Linked DNA regions of Neogale vison: region 1 is linked to region 2. The links are chromatin contacts, called in public Hi-C maps. All regions are on one chromosome and are shown on one strand. Each heading gives the region's core, a stretch centred on a gene start, on an enhancer-like site or on the middle of the called end of the contact. The rest is flanking DNA. Distances are from core to core; before and after follow the strand shown. Region 1 has its middle 47 kb from the start of KCNJ1. Region 2 has its middle 300 kb from the start of ETS1.

Region 1 (6,955 bases), core at 3,444-5,943, 530 kb before region 2:
ATGTGATGCTTGATTAAACATTTCTGAAAGTCAGAGCCTCAAGACAATGTAAGAGTCAGTGGGGAAGGAAATGCTACATCTTCTGGGGAAAGACAGTTAATAACAGACACCGACTTGGTAAACATTGCCAGCAAATTATAATAGTGCTCTGGTCTTATACTTTAACTATATCTCTCATGTTTTCATTTTCTCTCTGTGTGTGTGTCTGGAGTTAACCAGAAAGGCTCAGGGCAGACACCTCGCCCTGCATCTCAGACCTGCTGGGCACCCGTGCTCGGATATTTTCTGCCCACAGGTGCAATTTGACAAACAACAGACACATGTATCAGACCCTTCTAAAAAGCCAAGCACTCACTAGGTGCTAGGAATTAAAAAGAAAACATTAGACACAGCGGTTCCTACCCTTTGTGTCCTTCTAGTCTAATGGAGGAGGGCACAGACCTTCAAATACAAATAGATCCTGGGTCTTAGCACTGCTGAGTAACCAAGAGTAATTAAAAAATTGATTCCAGGGGCGCCTGGGTGGCTCAGTGGGTTAAAGAGCCTTTGGCTCTGCCTTTGGCTCAGGTCATGATCCCAGTGTCCTGGGATCGAGCCCCATATCAGGCTCTCTGCTCAGCAGGGAGCCTGCTTCTCTTTCTCTCTCTCTGCCTGCCTCTCTGCCTACTTGTGATCCCTGTCTGTCAAATAAATAGATCTTTAAAAAAAAAAAAAAAAGTTGATTCCATTCTTCACCCTCATCTCTACCAGAAAACATTTATGGCATATCCCAGAGCATTGTTTCTCCACACTGGCTGTCCATATCTCTACCTGGTCTTACTATTCCAATCTCTCCCCTGGATACCTAGTACAAGATCATTCGTTTCATTTTATGCCCATCCCCAGCTAACTCCTAGTTCCTTGGCCTCTCTGGCTAACTCTTCTCCTTTTTTCTCCTTTCTCTTAACTATTGCCCAGATTTTGCAAGGGTGTCTGTGTGTGTGTGTGTGTGTGTGTGTGTGAGAGAGAGAGAGAGAGAATGAATGCAGAGACAGGTGGAGATCACACATGAGAGCGATGTGGAATCCCTTGTCCTCACCCACGGCCAAAACGTACACACGTTCAGTGAGATACGTGCCTTTGAAATGTCTATTTGTTGATCTCCCCTCTATGGGCTTCTCTTCCTTTCCCTCTTCCCTTTCCCTTCCTTTCCATTCATTTCCTTTCTCTCCTGAAGTATTTATTCTTGAAGCCACATGGGGAACAGAGTATCAGAGCACAGTGGTGGTAGGGTGTGCACCAGGTGAGAAGGGCATGGAGTACAGGGTTAGCACCCAAGTGGAGGAAAGACAGTGCCCGTGGGGTGCACCTGTCATGAGAGCCAGGGCTTGAGCAGATGGAGGAGGGTGTCACTGTAGAAGGGTGGTCTGGCTTGGAATGTGAGAGCTTGGACAGGGTGAGGAGGACATCGATATGGAAGCATGGGCTGTGTAGGGTGAGGCTGGAGGCCACGTAGTGGGGTGGCTGGGATGGAAATTGACAGCCAGAGCAGGGAAAGGAATAGGTCCCATGGGGATGGGAGTGTGGCAGGGAGAGGAGACGGGTCACGTGCAGGACAACTGAAAAGCAAGTGCATATATTCTGCTTAAGGGGAATCCTGTTTGTCATTGTCAAATAGGAGAATCACAATATGGAAGGGGAAAACTAGGTGAACCCTGTGGTGTTAGTTCGACTGGAAAAGGATGCATTCGCACGAACTTCACTTTTTCAATATATATAGATGGAAAAGAAAGTAATATGGATACCAATGTCTAAGCATACGTGATGGCTAATTTAATTGTCAGCTTGAGTGGGCTAAGCGTCGCCTAGAGAGCTGGTAAGACATTTTTCCTGGCTGTGTCTGTGAGGGTGTTTACAGATTGACATTTGAAACAGTAGACTGGGTCAAGGTCTTCCTCACCAGTGGGTAGGCATCATCCGGTCTGCTGAGGGCCAGTCTGTTGGATAGAACAAAAAGGGGGAGGAAGGGCAAATTCTCTTTCTCTGTTTGATCTGAGACCTCTGCTGCCCCCAGACACCGGCACTCTTGCTTCTCAGGTTTTTGGGATCAGACTGGGACTTACACCATTGCCTGCACTTTCACACCATTCTCTGGCCTCTGTACTCACTTGGATTGAGTGACATCGCTGGCTTTCCAATTTCTTCAGTTTGTTTCTCTGCAGAACCATGACTAACCCAGCGTATGTATGGATATGGATATGTGTGTGTGTGTTTGTGTGTGTGTGTGTCTACATGATGTATGTATACGTAGATATGTATGTTGCCTTTCTCTGTCCCCTGAAAAGGCGTGGGAACAGTAACAGTGCAATTGCAATGAGCACACCTAGCACCCAGATATTGGGTTCTAAAGATAATTTCTCATGGAAAAGAACCAGTCACCCTTGGAGAAACAACAGATTTCATGGTTGGGACAGAGAGCTGGAAAAATAAGAAAGTGCTCAAAGATTGGTGGGAACATATCAAAGGACACAGAAGCCGAGTTAAATGGCCTCCCACTGGGGCAAGGTCATCATCACATTAAACAACGATAAGAACATATATTCAGGGGATAAGAAACTAAGTCTGTAGAGACATAAATAAGTACATGGAAATCTAAATATGGATGAGATATTTCTATAATTTCAAAACACCTACCCACAATACTTGATTTTTTAAAAAGGTTTTATTTATTTATTTGAGGGAGAGAGAATAAGAGAGAGAGAGAAAGAGCAGGAGAGGGGAGGGTCAGAGGGAGAAGCAGACTTCCTGCTTCAGTCCTAGGTCTCCAGGATCATGACCAGAGTCGAAGGCAGTTGCTTAACCAACAGAAGCACCCAGGCGCCCCACAAGATAATTGTTAATTACAAAGGGAAAAGAGTACCTGTACAGTGGAGAAGACTGGAAGACACCACAATATGAACTTGATTAATAATGGATACATTGAAAGCATGTACGGAGAAGGCAACATCACTCTGTAGTACTGCCATCAGAGACGCCTAGCCTAGATCTGATCATGAAAAAATACCAGACAGCTCCAGATGGAAGGCCATTCTACAAAATAACTGGCTTATACTATTCAATGTTATCAAAGTCTTGAAAGTCAAGGAAAGACGTGGGAGTGTTGCAGACTAAAGAAATGGGACAATTAAGTATAATCGAGATTATGAACAGAATCCTTTTGCTACAAAGGGCAATAGTAGGACAATTAGCTAAGGGTGAATGGTGCCTGATGGTTCCATGCTAGTAGTTTCTCTCTCTTAATTTTTTAATTTTTCACGATCCTACTGGATTATGTCAGAGAATGTTGTTCTTTGTAGGAAATTCACACTGAAGTATTTGGGTGTGATGGGGCCTCAGGTTGGCAACTTGCTCTCGAGTGGCTCAATAAAACATGTTCTCTGTAAACTCAACTTTTCTGTAAGTGTGTGACCATTTCGAGCCTTGACCATTTTTTGAAATTAAAATAGTACATTCATAACAGACACAGAAATTAAGGAGTATGATTTAACTCCATTTTATGATATCAGAGAAGAACAGAGAGCTACTTACCAAGACGATATCTTGTATTTCCATAGTTCTTTTCAACATGCAGATCATTTTCACTTGTAGCGTCTCACTTAACCCCTTTGATAACCTTGTACAGTTAGGACTCTAATCTTCATTTTGCAGATGGGAAAAATCAAGCTCAGATACGGTTATGCTATCATGAGGAGAGTGGCAGTGCCGGGCTTCACCCCCAAGTCTCTCTGACTCTGTCCCTGTTCTTTATTCTCTCAGCGTCTAAGGATGGCCCACTCCTGTGTGCCTACTGTCTCCACAACAAAAACAAACAAACAAACAAAACCCTAGTCTCTCCTCTCATGGAACGTACAGGCTGCTTTGGGTCTGCAATCTGGAGCCAAGCTTACTAAGCGTAAAATCCCAGCTCCCAGCCTCTATTTCTTAGCTGACTTAAAAACCCAACTCAGCCTTTCTGACAAAGGGCATTTTTAGCATTCTTTCATAACAATCTCATTTTATTTGTAACATCCTGCAGCTTGGCGGTCTGCTCTGAGGTCTTTAGGTGTACAGAGAGAGCCAGCAAAGGGCAGAAGCCCAAGTGGGGCACGAGGGCCTCCCAGGGATGGGGAAGACACAGTGGGTCTCTGGAAAATCCAATTTACTCTACTTTTCACTCATTTGGAAAAATGTCTTATTGACCACAAAACAAAGTCTACTCTGTACTCCACTCGTCTAACAAAGTGTTCACCAGTTACCGAGGATTTAATAGAAGTTCTTGGAAAAACCTAGCGAATACTAGCGATAACACTGATTACATATATCTATATATACTTCCTGTACAGTATTTAATAAAGGGTTTTCCGCATGGGTCATCAGGGAGCTCGCAGGAGACATTACTCAGCTCCCCAGTTCAAAGGTGCCAATGAGTTGCCCAGTAGGTGGAAGGGTCAGAATTTGAACCCGGGACCCCTGGCTTTATATCCTTGTTCATTTATCTACCTCAATTGCCTCCCTCCTCCCGCTAAGAAAACGCAGGAGGTAATGAACTCGGTTAAAATCCAGAAGGTTAGTTTAGCAATTGTAGGTAAGTGAGTGGTCTCACTGGAAACTTTTTCTGTTTCCCCTTAGAGCTTTTAAGCGAAGTGTAAATTGACTATGTGCTTAGGAATTTACCAGCTCAGACAGACTGAAACAATTAGACAGGAGGCCAAGTCAGAGTGAGAGAGGGAGACAGACCCCAGGCACGTGAGCCGACATTCCTTTCAGAAAGCTTCCCTCCATATCCTTTTTCAATTGGCTGAAGCCCTAGAGGTTTGACTGGCTAAACCACTTCCTCTCAGAAGCGTCCGTCCCCCCCTCCCAAGGGAGACTGGGATTTGTAGTCCAGAAATCAGCTGACCTTTCATAATCCTTTAGCTGGACTCCCTGGCTGAAGGAGTACGTAGTCAATTTCAGAAGCTTCCCATATGATGAAGTGTCCAGTGTGCTTTTTGTGAAACACAAAGCTCGTCCTGAGTAGGGGCTGAAGTCTCTGTTTATTCACCAGAATCCAGTCCCCTGGTCTCCCCCCCACCCCCCTGCCATCCTAGTTCTTTATTACCGCCCTTCTCTCCCCCATTGATACCGAGCACCATTTCTCTGCCTCCTTCTCGGGACATGCTGGACACGAGCCCAGTCGTGCAGCTGATGGTGGGGGACCCTCCAGGAGGCAGATCCCCAGCTAAGTGTGGGACTGGGGCTGGACAGCAAAAGAGCCACGCCCAAGGGTTGCTCCTTAGAGTGGCACCTTTTCAATGCTTTTTCTTTAAAAAATTAAAAAAAAATTAGAATATGAGAGAGAGAAAGAGATCATGAGCAGGGGGGAAGGTACAGGGAGAAGCAGGCTTCCCGTCCAGCAGGGAGCCTGATGCAGGGCTCCATCCCAGGACCCTGGGATCATAACCTGAGCTGAAAGCTGATGCTTAACGACTGAGTCACCCAGGCGCCCCTTCAATAGGTTTCCAGGTAACATATTTACATGATGGTTGTTGATTCAATAGGTATTTGAGGAAGTGGAATGTGAAACTAGGTCCACAGACCACCTACAGAAAACACTGCGTTTTATTTTGTTTTTCTTTGCTTTCTAAGCCGTCGCTAACCACTGCCTTGGCCCTGCAGAACCTAGGCTTAGGATAACAGATCTTTCTTTTTTTAAAAGATCTTATTTTTCAGAGAGAGAGCACAAGCAGGGGGAGCAGCAGGCAGAAACAGGCAGAGGGTTAGGGACTTGATTCCAGGACCCTGGGGTCATGACCTGAGCTGAAGGCAGCCACTTAACAGATTGAGCCACCCAGGCGTCCCAGGATAGACAGATCTTCCTTTCTGCCCTGGAGTTCTGGAACTTCCTGACCTCTACTCTAAACTTGTCATATCCCATTCGAGGACCCACACTTTAGCATTACGCATAGACTAACTAAACACATTTAATTGCATGCAGATATTACTGGTTAAATTTTAAATACAATAATTTTTAAATTAAATTTCTAGTGGTTGTTGATCACTAGAAATGTTGTAAAACACAAGATATTGCATATATAATTTCCTTTGTGTGGGAGGCAATGATACTTTTTGATGCTAAAAACAAAAATAAAAACAAAAAACAAAAAACAAAACAAAATCAACCAAAAGAATGACCTCCTCTTTGAAAGAACTGTTGACCAGCGTGCTAAAGCTTGGGAAAGAATAATTTCCACGAGAACTGCTCCCGGGATTTACTATGCTTCTCTCTCTGCTTGCCTTGCACTGTGTGTTAGACGCAGTGAACTTCATGGCACAGGCTCAGAGGGTTGATCGGAGAAAATACTGAATAAGGAGCCAGGACGGCGAAGAGCCTGTTTGTCCTCTGCCATGATTCAGCTGGATGCCTTTTATGAAGCTAGCAAATCCTAAATCTGGGCATTCCAGGGGACTGAGTGCTGGCCTTCATTCCGCACAGACGCTTAGAAGGAAGAAACGCTGTCCTGGTCCCGTCAGTGAGGCACCGATGTCCCAAATGTGGAAGCATTGTTGGGAGCAAATTCAAGGGACAAGGTTAGACCAGAGTTCTAAGACTTCCACTGAGGTGAGGGACCCGTGCCAGTGTTTGACTAGGGCATATAAAGGAAACCTCTTAAAAAGATGAACTCCCATTCTTCCCAGAGCAGCAAGAAACATGCACCTCTATCTTCCCTAATGATTACTTTGCAAATTTCTAAACTGATGGAAAATTGCTTGGCTGGTGTGGAGATTTGCAGAAGAATCCAGCTAGACTAGTCTAGAACATACCTGGCCTTTATCGTTTCTGTCTCCATGCTTGGGCCACAAACACCAAATTTTTACTTTCTCCTTTCTTAGAAGGAAAACCCATACAGATGTACACATACATACTCATTCCTTTAACGACTACCTTTCTTGTGGA
Region 2 (7,197 bases), core at 3,982-6,481:
GGGAGATCCGGAAGCCATTCTGGATAAATAGGGGTTGGGGAGTATTTAAGAGCTCTTCTTTCTCTCCCCCAACTCCAGAAAAGACCTGCAAGGAAGCTCTCTTTCCTCAGGAAGTAGTTGCTGGGCATCTACTGTAGCAGGACTGTTCTAGATGTTTGGGGTATATCACAGAACAAAACGTCATGACTTGCTGGGTAATGCCACCTCTGAGGTCACAGTTGGGAGGTCACAGGCTCTTGGTGATGACAACTTAGTCTCTTGGGCTAGGATCCCTGGGAAGACCCAGGATTAAAAAAAAAAAAAGAAAAAAGGAAAGCTTGCTTTCGCCGCCTGCTCTCCGCCTTTACCTCCTCTCACCCCTTTTCAGTCGCTTCGTTCTGTATCTTGCACATTTTCACAAAACTGGCAGCTGAATTTGTGACTGGGGACAAATGCCTTTCTCTTTCCAGAGTTTGTTTCCCCATTTACAAGAAGAGGGGCTGGGACTTTAGAGCTCCAGTCCTCTTCCAGCTCTGTAATTGAGTCTAATTAACTCAGCAGAAATAACACCACCCCATTTAGCCCAACTGTCTCCTCATCCTCCCCCTACATACGCAAATAAACACTTGGTGGTGTCTTAGAAATGAGCCAAGCAATGTTAGCACAACTTTGAAGCTATGCTTGTTAGCAGAACCCAGTACTACCTCAGTCTTTAGATGCCAATCTTTCAACGGACATTCGAGAACCTTGCTTTCCTTGGGGCTGGCCAGGGATCCGTGGACAGTGATAGCTCTGGAGGCCAAGGGAATGACATCAGGAGTTGCTGGGACACTTGGGTATTGGATGTAAAACAAACTGAAAAAAAGAATGCTCCCCCCTCTACAGCCCCCATCACACTGTCCTTTATCACATCTGCTCATGTGGCATTGAAATGCGAGTGAGAACCGTGTTCCTGGCACATGGTAGATGCTCAAGGATTATGTGTTGAGTGAGTGAGCAGACTCTAGTCTAGTCCTTCTTCGGTTCATGTAGTTCTACCTACCCTTTACCAGCCGGCTCTGCTTTGGGGGGAATACGTACCATTCTGGATGGAGTCATCCACAAAAAAAGTTGAGAAGAGGCTAAAGTCAACCATGTCTCTGTGCCAGATTGTTCCATGTTCTTTTTCCTTTCAGCTCAGTGTTCTTACGCTTACTGCTCTTCAACACCTGACAAAGCAGCGAAGACCTTTCTGATGTGCAGTCCTCTAAGGGAAACAGATCTTCAGCAAGGACTCTGTAGGCCCAGGCACCCTGCAGTGGCAAGTGGGTTGCGGGGTTGCTTTGGAGATGCACAGGCCGAGCCTGCTACGCCTGACTTCCACCTGCCACCAGGACCAACATCGGAGCAAATTCTACTTGCCCTCTACCTGGCACTTCCAAGGGAGCCTTTCCGAAATGATCCTGCCTGGGAGAAGTATCTGATATACGAACCCATGGAGCCGGCCTTAGTGAACGCGAAGTGGTTACATTAAGGATTGGGGTTCTGTTTATTGACAGGGTCATGGCCTCTCATGGTTATGACCCCCGAGGGACCCCGGCATGGAAACGGGATTTGTAACGTAACACTAACAATAACACACTAGAGACAGCCGTGACAGGGCCTGTTTCTCCTACATGCTGCAGCTGGCTCCTCAGGATGAAGACAGAGCAGGGAGCGGGCAGGAGACAAAGGGGCAAGCATGGAGTCCGTGGGCCTGGAGGTCCCCAGCCAGGAATCCAGCGGGGGCTTCTGCAGTCCCTGCTGTTGGAGAGTTGCCCCCTGCTCCTGACACCTGCTTCACTCTAACCTGTCTGGAAAGTGTTGTTGGCTCTGAATGCCCACCCCCTCCCACCAGCTCCCAGCCTCAACCCAGGAACCCCCTCCACAGATCCCCCTCTCAGCAAGAAAACCTGCTCTCCATCCACCACACCTCCACTCCCTATCCCCTGTGAAGATTTTTTTTCTCTCTTTCTCTCTCTCTCAGGGACTGTGGAGGTAAGAATACAGAGCATAGAAAGGAAGAAGTGGAACCTGAAATCCCAGGGATTTTTTGGCTGCGCAGACAAAACTCCAAAGGACGTTCCCTGCAATTCCCGCCCTTGCCTCTTGGGGGCAGGGTTTGGGGGACTGCGGTGAACCGACTGAGGCAAAAGAGGTTCCTGAAATCACATCTCCTTTAGCTTTTCATCTTGGCTTCTTCTCTGGTCTGCATGAAAGGAGAAATCTGTGTGACCTCTGGAGCCAGACACAGGAGAATTTCCTGGTTGGCCAGTGAGTGGAGGGTTTAGAAGAATAGCCATCATTTCTGCTAGTTTTCCCATCAGTCAGTATGTCAGCCCTTGCCCGTCTAAAAAGCATGCAACACCAGTGAGTGGAGATTCTAGGATAACCTGGCATTCATTCAGTGGTGGTTTCCAGAGGAAATAGTTAAGAACCTTTTTCTCCATCGTGCACTCTGGGAGTGTCGATTTCCTTGAACTGAGGCGTCGTGAACAAGAACAGTGTCGGCAGCAGCCCCCCAGTGGTCTCCACTGAGGCCCTCCCTTCCTGAAGTCCTCTAGTATCTCAAGTTTCCAACAAGTTTTCTTTTCTGATGCCAGCATTCAACCAAGCCTGGTGTCCCAGAGGTCCTCTCAGGGCTAACCCTTCTTTGACCGCATGGTGTTGTCTGCTTGGCGGAGAAGCCAAGGAACTCAATGATGTGCTTGAATATTAAAAACAAAACAAAACAAAAAAACAACAGCAACTCAGCCCTGAACTTATCTATACTCTTAAGCTTCACACTCACATAGTGAGGTTGCAATGGTCACTAGGAGCTGGGCACACCCAGGTTTCACAGACAAAAGTAGGGACCTTCAGAGATAGTTAATTTGCCACCTCATTGATTTTCCATATTCAATGATCAGAATTGAAACTGAATAAGGTTTCTCCTGGCCTTTTGGTTACTCTGTGGAGATTTGGACCATCTACTACATTTTGTGCCTTTGGATGGCTAAATTTCTAGATGAGGAAGAGGTGGCTGATAACTCAAGGGGACTTTTTAAAATTCTTCCAGAGAGACCACTCAGTGTGTGCACAAACTCACATCCACCTCATAATTCAATTCCCACCTCACTCGAGATCACTTCCTAGAGGTGTTTTCTGTCTGTATTTGACCCATAAAAGTATCATCTTGGATCCTACTTTGTACTCTTTTATCTCATCATTGTTCATTAGTTCATGGCCAGTTCTTATTTCCCTCAAATAGTGGCATGCCCTCTGAGGGCTGAGGCGTTAGGAACGCTGACACCATTCTCAGCAGGTTGAGGCAGTCATGCTTCTGCTCAGCACATGCTTGTTGGCCACACAGGAGAATCATCACGGCTTGAAATTCAGTGTTTGCTCAGAGCCAGTGATTCTCAGAAAGGCAGCCAAAGAAGAGAGGCCTAGATCATTTGCAAGTAATTTAGATATTATTTTCCTCATCTGTGCATGAAAAAGACATGCTTAATGTCTTATTTGGGTCCATTTTTTGTCTCCTCTCTCTCAACTCTGTCTGTCCCCTTCCCTTTTCCCCCCTCCGCCCCTCCCTTTTACAAAAGTAGAGGCAAAAGTTACCGGAAGTCTCAATTGTCAGACTTCAAAGTCTTAGCTAAACATTTGACATTTGACAGTGTGTCCCCCTCCCTTCCTCCTCACCCCCATCTCGCTTGCCTGGGCACAAGCCTCAGAGAGATAACCATATCAGGCAGAATAAATGAAGCTTGTTTCCTTCTAAATTTGCTTCCTCCCACACAGCATGGCTCTGGGCCCTGGGGTTGGCAGTGCACCTCTCTCCAGACCTCTCTCTATTGACTTATGTGGAGGCAGTGGGAGAGAAATGGCAGAAAAACCCACATTCACCAGCCAGAAATCATGGACCTTCTGCATCAGGGAAATTGTAACAGAAACTCTCGTCTCACATTCCCATTTTATGGATGAGGAAATGAAGCCCTGAAGGAGCTCAGTGAACTATCTGAAACCAGAGTTAGACACCCCAAAAATAGAGCAGGTGCTAGAAGCCAGAAGTCTCCCAATACCCAGCCTGGTATTCTTTCTGCCTCCACACAAAGTCTGAGACACTACAAATTTCAGCAATAGCACTGAAAGTTCAGAGGATGGGCATCTCCAGTATCCAAGTAGACTGAACTGTCCCATGAGCTCACTGTGGGTGATACAGAGAACTTCGTCCTCTGGCAGCCTGCCCTGGAGGACACCTAGAGTAGCTGCTTCCTATGTGACTCGGGGTCTGTGTAAGAGGGAGGTGTCTGGGTTCTCTGTAGCCTGAGGGTGTGCGATAGATTCTCACGTGCACCGTGTGGTGTTACACAGGACGTGTCTCCTGCAGCCTGCTCCCAGCCCACTGGACACTGGTTGGGTTTCATGCTGAAGCGTCATGGTAGTACAGCCAGGAAAGGGAAGCTGGAGCCATTGGAAACAGGGCTGGGATCCTGAGAAGTCAGAGTACACAGCTCCCTACTGGGAAGCGCAGAGGATTGCTTCAAATACCCTTCAGAGGGACCGAAATTCCACCACTGAAGTTTTTTTTACTTCAGGTCTATAGGGGATTTTAGAATGGAATCTATAGAAAAATAAAAATGACTCTAAAAGTGGTAACTCCTCTCCTCACTAGGAATTGGAAGATTGAATAGAGATAAAAGTTGGAGGAGGAAAATGGAAAGAAGCCCCCAAACCTTGGCTGTCTCCATTCTCCTCCTTCTAGCATATTTGTGAACACACATACACACACACATGTACGCACACACACACTTCCCCTTGTGCTGTCTGGAAGACAAAGAGAGGTTGGCAAGTCCTCCTTCATCTGCCACCAACTGGCTGAAATAAATCTCTCATCCAGAGCTGCCTGCCCCCTGTCACCTTTGTGGGGGCATCAAGAGAACTAGCTCAGTGAGGATGTCCATAGCTTCTAGCCAACCTTCTGCTTTTATAAGAGTTCGTGAATCTGGCCTGCCCCAGTCCTCCTGGGCACCTGTAGGTGGGCAGCCCTCACATGTAGGCTAGTTCTGTGCTTTTAAAAAAGTATATTCTTGTCCCACACTCCCAGTCTCCAGGGACCCTCTAAGGCAGGAGAACCTCCCACTTGCTCACCACCCTGCCTCTGTGCTTCCCAGTCAGCAAGGGCAATTTTTCAGAAAACTATTTTTAGAAATAGTAACCTCAGAATAAACACAGCACACCAGATGCTGGTGTTTTTCTGGGGCAACTGAGCTGAGGATCATTTGTTTAAAGAGAAAGGTGAAACAGCCAACCTTGCAAAGGCAGTGGATTGCAGATTGCTGGGTTTTACTCCCCCTAGTGGCGTGATTTTAGAAGACATGACTCCCCCTTGACTCAGACCGGTAAGTCTTCATTGTGGGCAGAATTTTTATGTGAGCTTGATTTTACCTCTAGGTTTCTAGTTTGAAGAGCGAGGATGGATTGCACCTTAATCTGATTTATTTTTATATTTCTCTTTAGGGCTAAGAATACTAGGGCACTTTCTCTGACTATTTTCCTATGTCTAGAAGGATCGATTGTTAAAGACAACTTAATGTTGAAAATGAAGTTACAGTAAAACTGCTAGGTATTTTTGTTTAAACGAAACCTATTCCTTAAGCAGAATATGCATATAATAGAGGGAACTGATAAAGCCAATTCCACAGCATACACCTCTTTCCTAAGTAAGGGTCAGCGGTTCTGCTAGCTTCATAAAAGACAGGATGTAGAAGAACAAGTGAGATGGGGGTATTTATTAGCCCAATATTGTAAGAAAGCTCAACAAAACACTAACAAAAAAGCTCTCTGACCAGAAGACTTGAAAGACCAGAAACACATTACCTAAAGTCATCAAGGTTTAATCATATTTCTCACAATAATTTTTTTTTCTTGGTTAAATTGGTATAGCTTGCAAACAGACAAAAGAGAAACTAAATGAGTTTTGTAGATGTTCTCAATGCTCAGATATACAGCGCAGTGCTGTAAGAGTCTTCTGGCTGGGAGAAGGCTGTAAGTGGAAAGACCTTCACTGGCCTGAAGACCCTAATCCTCAGGTCAAAGATGGTCCCTCCATGTGGAAAGAACAGATGGACAATTCTCTAGTTACATTATAAATGACCGGGTTTCTCCTACAGCTTGGCTGTGGCTCACTAGTATCTGGGTGACAGAATAAAACCAGAATGACAGTGGCTGACAGGAGGGAAAACATATGCAGTAATTGATCAGTCAAATCATGCTCATATCTCAGCCCATTTTGAGTCACTTTCTGTAAATTATGGAACTGTATTCATTCATGCAACAGAAAGCATTCCATTCACAAAGAGTTGAGCTGAGCTGACAATTGATTCATTATGCGTTCTTTGCTGAAAGGCAGACTGGTTTTCCAGAGTAACAGCCTCTTCTTTGACTGTCCGTCTCTCTCTATTCATATTCACCATCTTTGCATATTTTTACTCATAACTTATTTAACTGCTAGCAACTACTGTTAGGGAGACCAGCAGATCCATCCCCCCATAGCCCGTGGGTTCCAAATCACACACTTGTCCTCTGATATGGATAGTCACATAGAGCATGTTGGGGCTGATTCTTCTATACATGCTGCTGAGTTTCCCTTTGTTGCCACAGAGAAGAAGAGATACACTCCATCTGGCCCTGGGAGTAAAATCATACCCAGTTGAGAACCACTGGCCTAAGAAGAGGTGTTGAGATTGAGAAAGATTTCATTTTTTCCTTTTTTTGTCATTTGCTGCTCCCCCTACCATTTATATTTTTCAACAGTTAATTCTAGAAGACCTATACTATGAAGTAGGTTTAATGGTTTAGTAGCAAACAAAAAGCAAATTCCTGTCCTCAAGTACCTTATATTCTAGTACATGTGTGAAAAGGAGACAGAGCATAAGCACAAAACAAATACACCTGAAGGTTCCTGAGAGTGATAAACATCATGATGAAAATAAAACAAGGTCATGAGGAAGAGAGTGATTAGGTCAGTCTTGACAAGGAAGCATGCGACCCCTGAAAGCCCTGAATACCAGATCTAGTGTTTAGCTCCATCTTGAGTCTCAGCAGATGAGAGACACTGTCATGGTGGTAGAGGCATGAGGGAGTGCTGAACAGGAGACTGACACTGCCCAGGCCCTGTTGTGGAAGTTTCCTCTGACAGTGGTCTGTCCGTAGAATATT

Evidence for each region. Hi-C and Micro-C count contacts between places; a contact is called where the count stands out from the background.
Region 1: a Hi-C map of fibroblasts shows a contact between it and region 2, with 6 times the contacts expected there. The contact joins two enhancer-like sites. A contact is called at or near these places in 2 of 3 Hi-C or Micro-C datasets (fibroblasts and muscle).

Annotation. Positions count from the first base shown.
Region 1 is chr7:117,912,454-117,919,408 of ASM_NN_V1, reverse strand. No RefSeq gene overlaps it. Among named protein-coding and RNA genes, the nearest start is that of KCNJ1, 47 kb to the left of the region's middle. Within about 2 kb of position 4,693, the one cell type or tissue checked has open chromatin away from gene starts, as enhancers often do. A contact at or near this core is called in fibroblasts, where this site is marked.
Region 2 is chr7:117,386,280-117,393,476 of ASM_NN_V1, reverse strand. No RefSeq gene overlaps it. Among named protein-coding and RNA genes, the nearest start is that of ETS1, 300 kb to the left of the region's middle. Within about 2 kb of position 5,231, the one cell type or tissue checked has open chromatin away from gene starts, as enhancers often do. A contact at or near this core is called in fibroblasts, where this site is marked.